3 separate regions of the Gossypium arboreum genome follow, and regions 1 and 3 are each linked to region 2. The links are chromatin contacts, called in public Hi-C maps. All regions are on one chromosome and are shown on one strand. Each heading gives the region's core, a stretch centred on a gene start, on an enhancer-like site or on the middle of the called end of the contact. The rest is flanking DNA. Distances are from core to core; before and after follow the strand shown.

The links. Hi-C and Micro-C count contacts between places; a contact is called where the count stands out from the background.
Region 1: a Hi-C map of leaf shows a contact between it and region 2, with 4 times the contacts expected there. The contact joins the promoter of LOC108465302 here to the promoter of LOC108464502 in region 2. A contact is called at or near these places in 2 of 5 Hi-C or Micro-C datasets (both in leaf).
Region 3: a Hi-C map of leaf shows a contact between it and region 2, with 2.8 times the contacts expected there. The contact joins the promoter of LOC108482583 here to the promoter of LOC108464502 in region 2. A contact is called at or near these places in 2 of 5 Hi-C or Micro-C datasets (both in leaf).

What each region holds. Positions count from the first base shown.
Region 1 is chr1:28,397,119-28,399,818 of ASM2569848v2, forward strand. It overlaps LOC108465302 (B3 domain-containing protein Os03g0120900-like), which reads right to left and starts at 1,274. Exons shown (of 1, transcript XM_017765624.2): 1 at 1-1,274. The coding sequence starts at 641.
Region 2 is chr1:28,125,573-28,128,272 of ASM2569848v2, forward strand. LOC108464502 (protein NTM1-like 9) reads left to right here and starts at 1,413. Exons shown (of 6, transcript XM_017764836.2): 1 at 1,413-2,160; 2 at 2,462-2,700. The coding sequence starts at 1,995.
Region 3 is chr1:28,501,965-28,504,664 of ASM2569848v2, forward strand. LOC108482583 (probable F-box protein At2g36090) reads right to left here and starts at 1,318. Exons shown (of 1, transcript XM_017785714.2): 1 at 1-1,318. The coding sequence starts at 1,295. The coding sequence ends at 102.

The sequences.
Region 1 (2,700 bases), core at 24-2,523, 270 kb after region 2:
AAAGAAACTGGGTCTGGTCCATCAGGTCTCCTCCTCCAATCGATAAAAAGACGGTGTTTCTCCAACTCGCCGACCCCTCTCTGGAAAGAAATTATATCGCCCGCATCAAGTTTCTTATCCTTGACGAAACGGCTCCATCCTTTGGTCATAACATAGCTTTGGCTGCTGTTCCAATAAGAGTACCTGAACCTCCATGGCTTCCCATTCCTGTCCTCGAAATTCAACAAAAGGCCTTTCTCATTGGTGGAAGAATCCAAGGGGAAATGCTTCTCGGCGTGTTGTTTTGGGATAACAAGTCTGTTCAGTTTCCCTACATCGCTTGGGGTAACTACTTTGTCGAACAATTGTTCTTTCTCGATGTTGGCAGCACTTGCACTAAGGGTTGAATCAGCTTCAGTACTTGCAGTTGCAGTAGCTGTTTCGTTATCTTCTTCAGGTTCGTACCTGTTGTTCAACCAGTTGGTACTCATTTGACGGTGGTGACCGTCGTGAATCTGATGAGCCTGTGCCTCCCATCGAGTGTTGCTAAGAGGAGGAGCCATCTGGGTTTTATGCTGAGAAGAAGAAGATGAAGGAGAAGAAGATGATGAAGAGTATGAAAAAGGAAACTTATTACCTTCTTCATTAAACCCAAAATCCATGACTTTTCTTTCGAGATCTAGACACAATAAAGATGAGGAAGATGAAGAATCAAGTATCAACCAAACAAAACCTAAAAACAAATTAAAAAAAGAAAAAAGTGGGGACTAATCGAACCAGTTGAGATTAGAAAAAAAAAAACAAACAGACAGACAGACAAAGGAAGAACACCAGGAACTATGCCATGTTACTACTTGTTATAATTTACTAGTAGAACTTTAATTTTCCTAGGGTTGAACGACTATTCAGGAGAGAAACAAGAACAGGTCTTTTAGCTTAAGCTAAAACAATTTCATCTCTCTCTCCCTACAATGAGAAGAAAGTCAGTGATTCCTTCTTTGACCAACAAGATGATCTAACACCCAAACACGAAAACAAGACTTGGAGCACAAAAATATCACACATCCATCTTCCAACTTCATCTAGTTGTTGACCTTGAAACAAGAGATAAACTATCGCAAGAAAAAGAAAAAGAGGCTTTAACTTTATTTTTTTTTTGATATATATCCAGGGGGAAGAACCTGATGAACCTCCCTCGAACCTTCTCCAGCTACCTTTCTAATTTATGTTATTGAGGCTTAATTAAGCCCTTTCTTTTTCTTTTTTTTTACTCTGGGTTTTCCTTGTTAGAGAGATTGAAAGGGAGAGAACATGTTTAAGTAATAAGTTTATACGTAGGGACCCCACGTATTACTGGTTGGGGCTCATGTGAGCTTGTCACTGTCATAATCCCGGGTGCTATGCATATTATTTTAGTAATTTTATTTGTAGGAATAAAATTATATATTAAATAAAGCCAGCTGTTGTGTATATTACTCTTTTCTATCTTTATTCTTACACATTTTTTTATCAAATTCATATAAATATTTTCATAATTGAAAGGTGATGTAACTATTAGTAACAGGAACTTTGGGGGGGGGGGGGGGTTAGGGTTTTGACTTGAAAACAAAAAAAATAAGCTCTTTGAATAAGATCCGTACAGGCCACTCTGCTATGGTGGCCATCCAGATGGAAAACGATATTTATCATCTTCATTCAATATTTAGTCCCTCAAAGGTATATGAAATTAAACAAAAATAAAAGGAAAAATAAAATAAAATAAAAGGAAAAGAAAGGATTTCTTATTTCCCACGGAATTGGTGCAGGCAGCGCATGCAGTCTCAAATGGACCCATTCAATTTAGCCACGCCTTTTATAATTGGCTTTTTTTTTTTGTCTGTTCTTCAAACCCTATCTAAATCTTACAACCAATCAATTCCTTATCATCAAAACCTCAAAAGTAAACACACTAATTTAACTTCAATCACATATTAAGTGTACAATATTTTGAGTAAAAGTTCAAGCGGAGCCTTTTGTATTAGGGGATAATAGATTGTATTTTGTTAACTTCGCTAAAACATGAGTAAATTGATTATTATACGTTATAACTAGATGTACGTGATACATCATATGTACTGTTTAATTATTTCGTCAACTACATTAATTGTTAAGAGTAAAAATAAATAAATAAAATTTAGTAAGAATGACCAGTTTACTCTTTAATTTAATAATTTTTCTATTTTTTGAGTAAAATGAACAAAATACAATTTAATTCTTGATACAAAGACTTTTATAATACTTTTACCAAAATTTTCAGGTAATTATTTATATATCTACGTGGCTTTTAATTTTGAAACCCCCGCACCGCACCTTATAACACAGTCTTCTTTGCTTTCTCAAAGTAAAAATAACATAAAATTAACAATGCCAATTATGTGGGTATGAATGATATGAATTGAAGCTGGTGGATTCTTTGCCTTGCTGATATATACATATATAGGATAAAGGGTAGGGTGGGATATTTCCATGATATACTATAGTTCAGGTAACATTTAATATATAATTATATTAGTCAGATTGATAATGTGGAATAATAATAAAATAATATTTAATCGAAGTGCATTAATGCAAGGAAAAATATAGATATCTTGTAATAATTACATTTCATTTTGCATTGTTTAGGAGCACCAAATCTTTTACTAAGCAAAAATTTATTGCAAATGAAACCTTATTTAATGATTA
Region 2 (2,700 bases), core at 163-2,662:
TTCTAATTTTTATAATTTTTAATATTTTAATGGGAAAATATTAGTTTTCAATATTTTAATGAGAAAAATATTAGATTAACCCGAAGTTGCGGTATATCACCATTTGATTAGTTCATCAATTTATTTTAACGGTCAACGTGAACAATGACAGGAATTGTTAACGGATGGGCTTAATTGATTATTTTAGTTAATAGAAATGACTTAATTGAGTGCAAATTTGCTGCATAAACTTAATTGAATTTTTTGCATATTTTAAGGACTATTTTTGACAAATTGTCTTCTTTCAAAAACATAAGACCATCTTTTAAGAAAAAACTCCTTATAAGTAATATAATATTTACATAAAATTAATTTGAATTAAGTAAAATATTATTATAGTGACAATAAATTTTAATTTTAAAAATATTAAAATATTGATATTTAATATTATAATATTATTTTGATAATAGATTTCAATATTAATAATTATTTTAAATTTTAAATAGTATTCTTAATTTATTGAGAAATATTTTTATTAATTTATTGTTATTAAATATATAAATGATAACTTCTAAATATTTAGTAATAATATTTTAATAGTATAAATGAATATTTGTTTTCATTTATCCTTTTGGCTCCGGTGTTTCACCATCCAACATCATACCTATAACTTCAAATTAAGTGAATATTAAATTTATAGGAGATAATATAGTTATTACTAGTTTGTCAAGCGGTAATATTTCCATAATATTCTATAATTTATATTATGCATTTTTATTTAAAACTTTGAAAATGATTTTTAAAAAACCAAATGATTACGTGAAATCATCCAAATATCATAAAATATCAAAATTTTTCTATAAGCAATTTTCAGTCAAAGTTTAAGATTTTTTACTTTTAGAATTTAGTCTTTATTTTTTATTTTTAATAATTTAGTCTTTTTACTTTTTAAATTTTAAATTTTAGATCTAATTATTAATTTGTTAATTTTTTTAAATTTGTTGACACGATATTTTGAAATTTTAAAAGAAAATCTCACTTCACGATTATGTAACAGAAAATAACATTTGCAATGAATCTGAATTTAATAGAAAATTTTATGGTATTAACAATTGAACATATATTTTTAAATTTGAAAAGTAGAGGGACTAAATTCATTGAAATAAAAATAAGAGGAATAAAGTTCAAATGTACAAAGAATACAAGGATTTGGAGCAGTTTTTAACCTTAATTAATATATTTTGAAGTTTAGTAGTAATTTTAGAATCTAAATCTGGTTGCAAGTAATCCATATATATAGAACACTAGAAAAGCACGTGAATGAATCAAATAAAAAAGTTTCTGGGCAAATATCACAATATTATAGCCAGCCGGGCGCACGAGGCAAAATAAATTTTTCCTTTTTCTGTTTTAATAAAAACCAATAGAAAAAGCTTGAACTTTACTGAGACTATAAAAATACGAAAAGGCTTGCGTGATAAGCTAGCTCACTGTGCTCCTTTTCCTCAGTGCAACATTACAATGAAAAGACGTGGACGGTATTATCCAAAAAGCAAGAAGCAAAAAAAAAAGTGACAAAAGCGTAGAGAGGGTATTTTGGTAATTGTGTAGGATCTAGTGCTCCATTGCCTTAGCCTACGCTGGAAAAGGAGGAAAAAGGAGCTCAATTATTGGGTGGCTCAATTCGCCGTCCACACCGGGGTTTTTTCTACGCTGTGGGCGCCTCTCATCGTCTTCCTCTTGTAATGCGCTTCAGTCTCCACCAATGGTAGAGCGACACGGCTGCAAAAAGGGCCCGGACATGGTCACGTGATTACTCACACATGATTTTTTTTTTTTTTTTCACATTTACTTGGCTTTGCGGCTTTACCGTAAGACGAAAGCGACCTGACGGAGCTCTCAACTGAAAATCAACTAATTTACCTTCCTAAGTAATCTAGTTGGATAGTCACTGAAGAAGAAGAAGACAATTTTACTCAGAATCGAGATTTTTTTTTTTTGAAAACTAGCAAAGGATGGCAGTTTTAACGATGGAAACGTTGCCTTTAGGGTTTAGGTTCAGGCCGACTGATGAGGAGCTCATCAATCATTACCTTAGATTGAAGATCAACGGTCGTCATTCCGAGGTTGGTGTCATTCCTGAAATCGATGTCTGCAAATGGGAGCCATGGGATTTGCCTGGTATTTCTTTTTTCTCTTTTTCTTTTGCGTAAGAAAGAAATTATTGGTTTAAGTATTGTTTTGATTCTTTGATACCTTAGCCTTAGCCAAAGCGTCAGCTGGAAATTTTGCTTTATTCGCTCAATATATGAAATTAATATACATTTTATTTCATAAATTCGATTCCTACAACTTGCAATTTGAGGTAAACTTACGGTTTTTTTTTTTTTTTGAAATTCCTCTCTGCGAAAAAAAGTTTTTATGTTCCAAAATTAGTTAAATTCTGAATTTTTATTACTGGGATGGTTGAATTTAAGTACAGGACTGTCGGTGATAAAGTCGGACGATCCAGAGTGGTTCTTCTTTTGCCCGCTTGATAGGAAGTACCCGAACAGCCATCGTTCCAACAGAGCTACGGATAAAGGATATTGGAAAGCAACGGGAAAGGATCGAACCATTAAGTCTAAAAAGTCACTGATTGGCATGAAGAAGACTTTGGTTTTTTACAAGGGCCGTGCTCCCAAGGGCCAGCGTACTTACTGGATCATGCATGAGTACCGT
Region 3 (2,700 bases), core at 68-2,567, 380 kb after region 2:
ATCATAACAGTCTGTAATTGATGAAACAAGTTAAAACACAGTTTAACATGAATAATTATTTGTCCTAGAAACAGTGTGCTTTGCAATGGTTACTTAAGTTGTCATTGGACCATATAATAAATGGGTAAAATTCGGTACCCTAAAATTAAGAGGATTACTACTTCAAAAGATATACAAAGCCAATCAGCCATGGTTTCTTCGAGCTTCTTTTTCCTTATAATCTCTTGCTTTCGTCCCTCAAATTGTATGTAACCCTTTTTAACAGCATGACGATTATTACTTCGTGAGCAATATAGAGCTTGGTTCAAGATGATTAAACTCTTGCCACCATTTACATATGCTCCACTAGTGTCCTCAATGTGCATACTAACCTCTTTCGATCTCAAATACCCATGTTTTTCCTCTATGTTGCATCTTGCCACTATAAGACACTTGGCCAAGTTGTGAGGCAGTTGTAGTCTCTCTTGGACTGGGATAATGCACCCAAAATGTAGAATATAGTCACCATTGGAAGCCCATATTTTCTTCACCGACAATGGCTTCCAGCTTGATAGATTTCCAGCTTTTCCTCTCTTCTTGTCTAATAACACCCAACTTAATCGAATCCCTTCTTTTAGTTCATTGCAACGATCATCTGCTTTTCCCACAAGTGATATGAAGTCATGTCCATCGTCACCGTCTTCGATATCTTCATCATTAATATCTGAGGGTACCACTTTGAATGGACAGTTCAATACCCAACTCATAAGACCAGTTGTTGTGTCATCATCTTGGCCGAAATCGGTTTCCATTGGTATGCCGTCTAAGACACTGGAAGTAATACATTTTTCTCTATAATAAACATCTATAAACAAAGCAAAATTAGACGGGGAAATAAGGGTTGGTTGTATAGGAAAGTAATTGTTGGCATCTTTGTGATCATTCGAAATAAGAGGATAAGAATCAGCATAGAATCTGCGAAAACCATCCGTTGATGATGAAATAAGGTGTTGGGCTTCGTCGAGTGCAGTGGAAGGCCATGTGGAATTACACAATTGCTTCCATAACCTTTGGTTTCGAGCTATGCCTCGAAGGTCAGAACATGTGCAGGCAGCTGAGGCCAGGGTTGAACCATCTAGTCGAGCCATGATGTCAGCTAGGATATCCCTGCTTAAGCACTTCAAATCACATTTCAAATGCTCCATCATTTTTTTTTTTTTTTGCCTACTATGGATACGCTCCCACTTGTTTATATAACAGTCATTTGACCCATCTAGCCGTCCATAGAGATGATGTATGACCATGAAACACACCATTGACCAACGTGATACAAGTCAGTAGCCGCGTTTTACAGGGTTTAAATTTCTTCCATAAATCCGTGGGACAATCCACAATTAGGCCAAAGATAGTGAACCGCCAACTGCAGGGTTGGCTTGCCAACTTTGAAACTTTGCCAAGTTCAAACAGCCAAATTCTTTAAATGGAAAACACCATTAGGTTCGTCCAAGCTATTAAGTTGTAACCTCTATACTAGACTGCCTAAGCCCGTAATTAAGTGATGGCTTTGTGAAGTTGAAAAGTCATTTATCATATTAAATGAAAGTAAGTGAGAGGTTCATCTGTGCTATTATTCATATTATTCCCTAATCATCCATCAATCAATTCAGCTCAAAAAAAAAATCCATCTTAAATTTTTATTAGTGTTGGATGCTTTAGTATATAAATTTATAATTAATACTTTTTTAACAGGTAATCAAATTTGTTAACAAGTGTCATAACGTTCACTAAGTATATAAAAATTTATATGCTAGTTAACAAAAACAAATCAACTTTTAACTTAATTTGATTGATTCATTCTTAAGATATCATCAAATAATTAAATAGTCTTAATAATTTATATTATTAGGGTTGAGAGAATGGGATCAAAATGTTGGTTGCATAGAACTTCATGTAATTCGTGGGGAATGGTTGTTACGGACGAAAAAGGAAAGCTGCCCAACATTTTGGCACTATTGTGAAAGAAATGGAAGCTCTTTATTGTGGACGAATTTCATTAACTAGAAGCAAAACTGCAATTAACCAGTTTAATTGATTCAAAGCTAAAGGCTTCTATATATTTAGGTACAATAGTTGCCCATAAACATTAAGGAAACCAAAATACGTGAAATTCAAGGCAAAAGCTCTTTGAATTTGCCAAGTGGCAATGCATTAGTTTCAAGTAGTTTGGACATGGACCCTAATCTTCTGTTAGACACAGTTCTCCTCCTTTATTAAAAATAGTGAAGAATTTGAAGGAATTCCCTACTATAATATGTTGGTGCAAAATTGTTTGTCGGTAATCTTGATTTGTTTATACTAAGATTGATTTTTATTCTAAGTTCAAGATTTATGAACTTTTTACTATCCTTTATTAAGAGGATATTAATGGACAAGATTGACAAATTGATATCAAGCAATATGATATAATTTTAAAGTTATCTTATTCTCATTTCAAGGATATTTTATCACTACGATAGCGCTTGAAGTATTTTAATGGAAGCTTCATCCTCCATTGTGGAGGAAATAATAAAACACTACATAGTTCATCTTGGGAACCCATTTCACTGGTGTAAATAGAAAGAAAACTGTCCATCGATTGAGAGTGATTTTACCAACTTCAATAGGAGAGGTCGAGTGTTGAGAGAACTTACATGAAGTGTAGGAGACAAAGGTTGCAATAAT